Regions from separate parts of the Oryctolagus cuniculus genome. Here region 1 is linked to region 2. A link is a contact called in public Micro-C data. All regions are on one chromosome and are shown on one strand. Each heading gives the region's core, a stretch centred on a gene start, on an enhancer-like site or on the middle of the called end of the contact. The rest is flanking DNA. Distances are from core to core; before and after follow the strand shown.

What was found. Hi-C and Micro-C count contacts between places; a contact is called where the count stands out from the background.
Region 1: a Micro-C map of ear pinna shows a contact between it and region 2, with 7 times the contacts expected there. The contact joins the promoter of MRTFA here to the promoter of TNRC6B in region 2. A contact is called at or near these places in 2 of 6 Hi-C or Micro-C datasets (ear pinna and an unstated tissue).

What each region holds. Positions count from the first base shown.
Region 1 is chr11:116,749,096-116,753,932 of mOryCun1.1, reverse strand. MRTFA (myocardin related transcription factor A) reads left to right here and starts at 3,040. Exons shown (of 14, transcript XM_051834083.2): 1 at 3,040-3,513. The coding sequence starts at 3,055.
Region 2 is chr11:116,179,185-116,183,457 of mOryCun1.1, reverse strand. TNRC6B (trinucleotide repeat containing adaptor 6B) reads right to left here and starts at 2,859. Exons shown (of 25, transcript XM_051834078.2): 1 at 2,198-2,859.

The sequences.
Region 1 (4,837 bases), core at 1,791-4,290, 570 kb before region 2:
CGCCTTGGCGTCCGTACTTTGCACACCAGGCCCTCAAGGAGCCTTCTCTCTCCAGTGAGTTATCTGCTTTCTTTCCTGCCCGCTCTTGCAGCGTGCTGCAGCGGACTGCCCCGCCTCACGCCGGCCTGGCCCGCGCAGCGTCTCCGGAGGCCTTGCTGGGCCCCTTCTCTGAGTCCTTCTCCCGTGCTAACGGCACTCTTCACGTCGGCGTCCCTCGGGGACCTGCTCCTGGCTGTGGATGGACACCGGCCGTCTGTTCTACTTTCCAATCTTCTCTAGATCCTTGTGGATGGCCAACAAAGGCTCATTGCGTCCAGCATTCTGATTTCGGAGCCTGTGGCCTGGCTCTGCTAGTTCGTAGCTGTGTGATCTTGGGGCAGGATCCTTGATGGGCCTCTCAAAGCCTCAGCTTCCTCATCTGAAGGATGGGGTCGTAGCAACACGTCCCCGGGGACTCGCGCAGTGACAAAGCATAACAAGCACTGGCCAGGCTCTGCACGGTGCCCGGAGCTGTCAGAGGCAGACAAGATGAACAGTGGAAGGTGTCCTGGAGGCAGCGGGACGTGAGCTGGAATCTGATACGTGAAGAAGCAAGAGAAGACGTCCTAGGCCCAAGGATGAGCCTGATGGAAGACTGAACAGGAATGAGCAGGGTGAGCTCCAGCCAGGAAGAGACAGGAAGAGGGAAAAGGACAGGAAGTGCCTTTCCAGGAGCCTGGATTGACAGATTGGTAGGCGGAGACGTTAGTGTTTTCTGGAAGGTTCCTGGCATTGGGTTGGCCCTTCTGCAATGGCAACAACATTGGAAATGTTGGAGACCATTGGAGAGGCCACACCCACGGGACCAGGAAGTTGCCCCACTGGATGGACAGGGACAAAATGCCAGGATGCCAGCTGTATTCCCTGGGTTAGGCTTAACGTTCTCCGTCTGCACTTAGGCATTCCTTACGGCCATACGAGGAGGGCGTTTGGCTTAGGAGCCATCTGTGGTAGAAGGGGGTGGTTGTGAGGTCAGGGCCGGCGCAGTTGCTACGGTTGTCCCTGCAAGGTGTGGCTTGGTAACAGGGCAGGCAGAGCAGAGATGCCCCGGTGTCCCGGTGCCCTGCAGCAGCTGGGTCACCAGGAAGCTCTGGATGTCACTGCACTTTGGGACCGGGCAACATAACTGCCCCAAATTCCGAGTGGAAGGGAGGAGCTTTGGGGATCTTCCCCAAGGCCCACAGGCAGTGACGCACAGCTACTGGGGTTCCAAAGGCTGCCCGTGGCTCAAGCGGGGAGCTCCTGGTACAGTTACAGCTCCGTGCTCCCCTGCGGTGACTGAGCCCAAGGCAAGGTATGGAGTGGGTGAGCCCGTCCATCTGCTGGTTCACTCCCCAGCTGCCTGTAAAGGCCAGGGCTGGACGGAGACGGAAGCTGGCAGCTGGGAATGCCCGCCGTCCAGGTCTCCCTCACGGGTGACAGGAGCCCAGCCGCTAAAGCCCTCTCTGCTGTCTCCCAGGGTCTGCGTAAGCAGCAAGTCGGAGCCAAGAGTGGCACCAGAATTGAGCCCAGGGGCTCCGAGACGGGACGTGGGCATCCAAACCAGCGTCTTAACTGCAAGTCTGAGGAACCCACCCCAGTTTCGATTATTATTATTATTTTTTGCCCCGAAATAATTTCATCTTTTCCAGGAACTTTTTCAAGTTTGTGTCATTTACAAAATAGAAACAATGTAAGTTGTGGCGAAAGAGCCCTGCGGCTGGGAGGTGGGAGGTGAGCGGGCAGTGTCTGCCCTCCTCCGGTGACTAACTCACAACGGTTCTGTGGGGCTGCACGGGATCTGGCCTTGGGGAAAGTGCCCCACCCCAATAGTTCCAGGAGCAGTCCTTTCTCCCAGGTCCACTGTCCTCGGGACACCTGCTGTAGACACTCCTGCCCCGGAGTCACCAGGGCACCGGCTTCCGCCTCCCTGCAGGGAGGTGGGCTCACCCCCAGGGCGGCCACGGCAGCTTATCTCTCTATCACCTGCACCATGACTTACTCAGGGTAAATATTTGTGGAATAACTCATTTTTTTTGGCCAGGGCTTTTGTGGAAGGGTGCTTTTGCCTTGGGGGAAAAGTGTCTGACACGTGGATCCTAACTCCAGCGTGTGGTACTGGCCCCGACGATGACTTACACATGAACAATCCGGAATGTCCCGGCCACCTGGCTGTTGCAGCACTGGCAGACGGCAGCGGCGCCCCCCTGCCCCCCATCTGAGACCCACACCAGCACGCAGGCCCAGGAGCCCGCAGGAGGAGGATGGGGGTCCTCCTAAGAGTTCACTCTCAGCGCCACTTCTCAGCCGCTGGGCCTTGGCACCGGACCTCCAGGAACCTAGAAAACCCTGCTCGCCCCTCCTCCAGCTGCCTGAGGACCCCATCCCAGGAAGCCTCCGGGAAGCGCCCCCTCCCCTTCCTCCCCAGTAGGTCGGAGCTCCGTGCCCTTCTCCGCGGCTGCAGGGTGCGGAGCGAGCGGGGGCCTCGCCCGCCTTGTAGCCCGCGTTCCCGCTCCCTGTGCAAGTCCCGCACCAGGGTCTCGGGCCCCCTCACACCTCCGCCGCACCGGCCTCCCTGGCCCGCTCCTGGGGTCTCCCGATCGACCGCAAGCTCGGGGCTTCACTCCGCGCCGCCCCCTCCCCAAGCCCGGAGCGCTTTCCCCGGGGCGGAGGGGGTCGGCAGGTGTCAGGAGGAGCCCCCCTTCCCACCTGGGGAGACCGACTGCGAGGGCCGGGGCGCCGGGGCCTCGGTGGGGCGGGGGCTGGCCCGGGAATTCAGGGAATCGATCGTCTTCTGGGAAGCGTGACCGTGAAACCCCGACTCGGGAGCCTCAGGCGGGGCGTGAGCCCCTGAGGGGAGGCTCGGGATGGGGTCTGGAGGCTCGCGGCAGGGCATTGACCCCTCGGCAACTCGGCTGTCCGACCCGGCCCGCCGCCCTTCCCCTGACAGGGTGGCCAGGGGCTGCGGCCTCTTTAAGGTCCGACCTCCTCCCACCTCCTCAGAGCCGCTCCGCCAGTTCCAGACTTCCCTCCGCGATGAGGTCATCTCCCCGCCGCCCATTGGCTGCGCCGCGCTGTCAGTCACAGGAAGTCGCGCCGCCGTCCCCTCCTCCCTCGTTCCCCTTCCTTCCCCGAACGCCCCTCTGGGCCGCGGAGCCCTGCCCCGACTGGGCCTCTGATTGGCCAGCTGCGCTGCCACTCCTCCGGCGGGGCGGGGCGGGAGGCGGGAGGCGGCTGTGGTGGGAGGGCCCGCAGCTTCCGTGGCTAAGAGGAGCCGGCGGCGGCTGTGTCTGTGGTGGCCCCGGCGGCGGCGGCGGCGAGCGCGACCGGCCCTGCCTCCCCACCCCCTCGGCTCTGCTCGCCACACGCCCTCGGCGCGCGCCGACCTCTCCCCGGCCCCGCGCGCCCTGCCTGGACGGTGAGCCTCGGGAGGAGCCGCGAGCGGCCGGAGCCGAGCCGGGCGAGCCGCGGAGCCCGGGCCAGGAGAGCGCCGCGGTGAGTGGGAGTCCGGGCCGGGGACCCCTCCCCCACCGCCGCCCCGCCCCGCGCCGCCCCGCGCATCCTTTCTCCTCGCGGCCACGCCGCGCGCGCCCCCGGGGTGCGGGCGTCGCGTCGCCGGTCCTCCCCGCGCTGCCCGCCGCTCCCACTCCTCTCGTCCGTCGGGGCGGGGGTCGCGGGCCGGGGCGCTCGGGCGCAGCCTTGCACCTGTGCACCCGCCGGGCCGGGCCGGGCCTCGCCTCGCCTCGCTGCGCTGGGCGGGGAGGCGCGGGGGTTCCCGCCCAGGCTGCGCCCCGGGTGTGTGCGCGCAGCGGCTGCGGTGGCGGGGTTCCCCGCGCTCTGTGCAACCCTCGGGATCTCCGGGCCAGGAGACGCATCAGGGCTGGATGCCTGAGTGGCAGCCCGAACCCCGCCAGGTGGGCAGGGTCCTGTGCGGGTTTGAAACTTGCAAGCCGAGAACTTCAGCCTCGTAAGAAAGCGTCCGTCAGTGCGCGTTGCTGACAGCCCCTCGCCTGACCCTGCGCCCCTCGGTGGGACCACGAAAAAAAAAAAAAGGGGAGAAGCACTGGTATTGTGCAGCAGCTGGGACTGGACCTTGCGGGGCGACTCCCAGATCTGCCAGTGGCCAGCTTGAGCCTCGGGTTGCTCATCTGGGAAATGGGGGTAGTCGTGTCCATCGGATCTGAGCCTGGCGCGCAGTCAGGGCCCAGGAGCTGTTAGCTGTTGTGAGGTTGAGTTAAGGGCCGGGCTGTGGTGCCTCTGGCTGGATTTCTCTGTTTTCTCCGTGTTATGTAGAGCGGCCTGGTCCCCAGGTAACCGCCTCCCAGGCAGGAGCGGGAGGTGTGTGGCCACCTACGGTGCCACGTTTTCACACAGTTTCAAATTCGGAATGTCCCCAGCTTGCCAGCGTTTGAGATCGCTTCTGCAGGAAGTTGGAGCTTGTAGGACAGCTTGCATGTTCAGTAAGGGGCTTCCCTGCAGGGGAGCCCCAGAACTCCGGGTGGCACTGCGGGAAGCAGTGAGGAGGTGCCCGGCTGGCCCTGGAAGTCGCTGAACGTAAGCTTTGCCCGATGTCCTTTGCGTTTTTCACTGCAAGTCAAAGGGCTTTCTGATGCTTTCTACTGAAATGATAAACACGTGAAGGAGGCGTCTGGGGGTAGCGGCAGCGCTTGCTCCTGGTCCTTGCTGGTAACTGCTAAGGCTAAGAGTCATTCCCACTAGGGTGTGTGCGCCTTTTAAGAGTTAAATCAGGAGAGATGCTGGAATCACACCCCGTCATCCAGAAGTATCAACTGCAGACTTGCCACGTCCTTCGAGTGCT
Region 2 (4,273 bases), core at 1,610-4,109:
GGGGTGCAAGGCCCAAGCACTTGGGCCATCCTCCACTGCCTTCCCTGGCCACAGCAGAGAGCTGGCCTGGAAGAGGAGCAACCGGGACAGAATCCGGCGCCCCGACCGGGACTAGAACCCGGTGTGCCGGCGCCGCAAGGTGGAAGATTAGCCTAGTGAGCCATGGTGCCAGCCAATGAAGAAATTTTTAAAAAATCTTTTAAAAAACATTTTTCAGTGCCTCCATCTTAGAAAAAAAAACCCTTTTTCTCAAGGGCATGACATTTATTTTTCCATAAAAAGCAGATCCCAAGAGTGTGCATTTGAAACTGGGTGCTCCAGATCTGATCCAGCTTCCTGCTATGTGCCTGAGAAGGCAGCAACTGATGGCCCAGGTACTTGGGCCCCTTCATCCAGGTGGGCAACCAGGATGGAGCTTCAGGTTCCTGGTTTCTGCCTGACCCAGACCTGGTTGTTGCAGCCATTTGGGGGAGTGAACCAGCAGGTAGATCTCTCTGTCTCTTCCTTTCTCTCAGTAACTCTTTCACGTAAATAAATGTCTTAATAAATAAATAAATAAATAAAGAGGCGGCTGGTATTGCCGCACGGTGGGTTAAGCCGCAGCCTGCAACACCTGCACCCCCTGTGAGCACGTGTTCAACATGAAGTTCCAGGCTCCTGGTTTCAGGCCAGCCCCAGCCGTTTGGCAAGGGACCCTGCAGAGGCAAGATCTTCTATCACTCTGCCTTTCAAATAAAAATAAATAAATGTTTATTTTCAGAAAAGAAAAGCAGCTTGGGAACTTCTATGTCTCTTTAAGTCCTATCAGAAACTACAGAAAATAATGGTGCTTGGGACAAGCTCATTAAAATGGTAAAGAACTGGGCAGGTGCTATGGGCAGTGGGTTAGGCCACAGCTCGGGACAGCAGCACCCCACATCCAGCGTCCTGTTAATTTGCAGCCTGGGAGGCATGAGAGGGCGACTCAAGTGCCTAGGTCCCCGCCACCCACCCGGGACACCTGTATGCAGTGTCTGGCTCCTGGCTTCAGCCTGGCCCAGCCCCAGCTACTGGGGGCCTTTGGGGAGTAACCAGTGGATGAAGATCTCGCTCTCTCTTGCTCTGTCGCTCTGCCTTTCAAATAAATAAGTAAACGTTCCTAAGAAGCTCAAGGTCTAAAAGAAAATAAAGGCGTCCTTGTCATCAGTCCCTTGTCCCAAGTGGGACAAGCCAGCCTGGTTTAGACTTGTGCTCCGGACGCTGTGCTGGGGCTTTAAGCGCGGGGGGCCTTCGACGTGCACCCGCGCACACGCCCACGGCGAGGCCAGCTCCAAGCTCTGCTCCTTAGGAGGCTTTTAGTAACACCACGCAAAGCCACGGTTCCAAAGCCAAAGCCGACGTCGCTGGAGCCTCGCCACACCAACAGAACACTTCACACCACTGCAGTTTCCCGCAACACAGGCGTCTTCACAAAACGCTCCGCTCTCCCCTCGCTTCCCCGTGCACGGCCGGAGGGCACCCATGAGGCTCACTCACGGCCCGAAGCCACGCGGGATACAGGGCTAGGGCCCGGCCCGGGCTGGTCCGCACTGAGGTCCTGGGGGTCGCCGGGCACCGCAGGCATTCCGGGGGCCACCAGGGGCTGAAACCCCTCCAGCTGCAAACTAACGGGCGCCAGGCCAAGGGGAGGCGGCCAACGCTCCCCGCCCCCAGCGGCCACGGGCGCGGGCTCCGGGAAGGCGCGCGGGGGGCTCCGGCCGGGGTCCGGCCCGGGGGCTCGTCCCGGCATCACGCAGGTGCGACGCCCCGGGCCCCGGGGCTCCCCCGGCCCGCGCCAGCAGAGGCGGCGCACCCCGGCGGGCCGCGGCTCTCGGCGCGACGCCGGGACGCGCGGGCCTCGCTCCCCAGGGCCCCCCAGCGACGGGAAGCGACCTCGCCGCGGCCCGCACGCCCGGAAGCCCTCCCCGCCTCACACCTGCCGGCGCGTGACGCGGGAGGCGCGCGCGCCCGGCCGCTCCGGGGCGCGCGGCCCTGCCGGCCCCTCGCCTCAGCCCCGGCCGCCGCGGCCGCCCCCGCGAGCGCTCACGCCCCCCGTCCCCGGGCCGCGCCGCGCGCTCCCTCGCGAGGACACGCACACGCCGCGCGCCCCGGCCGCCCAGCTCGGGCCGCACGGCGCGCGGGGGAGGGGAAGGACGGCGCGGCTCCGGTCCTCACTCACCGGCGAGCTGCGCCGGCTCCGAGTGCGCGGCGTTCCGCTGTGAGGCGAGGCGATGCGCGCGGTCCCCGCTTCTCCGCAGGCTACGGGGGCGACGTCGTAGGGGAACTTGAGGGGCGCGGGGGTCCCTCCCTCCCGCTTCACCTCCCAGAAGCACGGGGACCCCAGAAACTAAAAACAAAATAAACAAACTTTCCCCTCCGCCTCCCTCCCCCAAAACCACAACACAAACACTCGGGGGCCCGCCCAGAGTCCCATCCCATTGGCCGCAGGGAGGATGTTTCCGGCTGTCACTGGCTGGCTTTTGTGCCCGTCAAGTTGTCGTTCCGCCCCTCCAATTCCTCGCCGCTGCCGTCGCCCCTCATTGGTTAAGTGCTTCCCGTTTGACGAGCTAGGATTGGCTGAGCTACCTGCGCCAATCATGCGGGGACACACCCCCTCAGCATCCCAGAGGCCGCTTCCTCGGTTGCGGACCGAGAGAGGCGAAGGGGAAACTAGAGCATGATGGCGGCCGAGCTCGTTTGGCGCAACCATCGTCGTTTTTCTATTTTTAGCTCATGAGTGCCTCGCCCCGGCGCCGTTTCCTCTAACGTCCTCTCTCCATCCCGTACTGCCTAATAACGGAATCTATACGTGCCGGCTCCTTGATTTATCCCCTCAGAAGTGCTGAGTGTGGGCTGGTGGTGCGTCATTGGACGGTCGGGCTGCCACTCCCGAGCCGAGGCTGCAAGCTATTGGTGGAACGGCCAGAAAGCCCGGCCAGCAACAAGGGCTGAAGCCATTGGTTTGAAGCCACTGAGTTCTGTCCCGGCGGCTTATTGGGCGCCCGGCTGCGCCGGTCGGGTCCCGCTCGCTGCGCGGCCTGCGAGTCGGGTTCGGCCCTGGTGGCTTGGCACGTCTTGGGCGGCGGTAATGGCCGTCCTGGCGTGCCTAGCGTGCTGCCGAGTTCCTCACAGAGACGGCTTGGTCAGACGCGTGGGGGTGATGGCGCGATTGGGCTAGGACGCTCGGGCCGGGGGGCGCCCAAGGTCGCGCGGAGACGGGAGCCCGCGGCGCTGGCGCGGCGACAGAGCCCTCTTATTTCACGGTGCCCGGAATCGGACCCGGCTGCCAAGCCCAGGCTGTCACACGGCCGCCTCGCCGGGCACCCGGTGCCGCCGTCTCCTCTGGAAGCCTTGACTGTGGAGGGGTCGCCCCCGCCCCATCCTCTGTTCCGGCACCCTGAGTTGAACTGCCTTGATGCCCCCCTCCCGCCCCCCAGAAGTGCACGTCCACCTCTTTCACCGACCCGGCTTTCGCAGGTGGACATCGCGGCCATCCTCCCCGCCCGGCCCGCCAAGCCCCCTTCGCGTCCGTTCCCTGCTCATTCTTTGGAGAGAGTCGAGATCAAGAGCGACTCGCCTTGGAAATCAATAATGTATCGCGTGCAAACGGAAGAGCCCTTCCGCTCCTGGACCGCGTCCAGGGTGGCTGAGGCCGAGCGAGATGCCTGCTCCTGGCCACTGGCCACTGGGCGCTTTCATGGCAGCGAGCCCGCGTTCCAGGCAGGGCAGGGCAGGAGGCTTGGAGCCCGTTGCCAGAGCGCGAGCCGGCAGCCTCCGGGACCAACACGACCTGCAGGAGCAGGGCGCTGGAGGCTAGCCCGGGAAGCTGCGGCGTCGAGTGTTTCCCCTCCCCAGCTCCGCACCCTGGAGCTTCATCGGGGCTGTTGTGTAAGCTCAGAGGCGCTGCTTTAGCAACGAGACAACCGCTGTAGCCCACAATAAGGCTGCGCCTTGCGCGCCTTGCAGCAGAGGGATCTGAGGTAGCTCACAAACGTCCATGGGGAGGAAAGGACAGCTAGTCCTAGGGCAACAGCGAGAGGCAATTTTTTTTTTTTTTTGACAGGCAGAGTGGACAGTGAGAGAGAGAGACAGAGAGAAAGGTCTTCCTTTGCTGTTGGTTCACTCTCCAATGGCTGGCGCGCTGCGGCTGGTGCACCGCACTAATCCGATGGCAGGAGCCAGGTGCTTCTGGTCTCCCATGGGGTGCAGGGCCCAAGCACTTGGGCCATCCTCCACTGCACTCCCTGGCCACAGC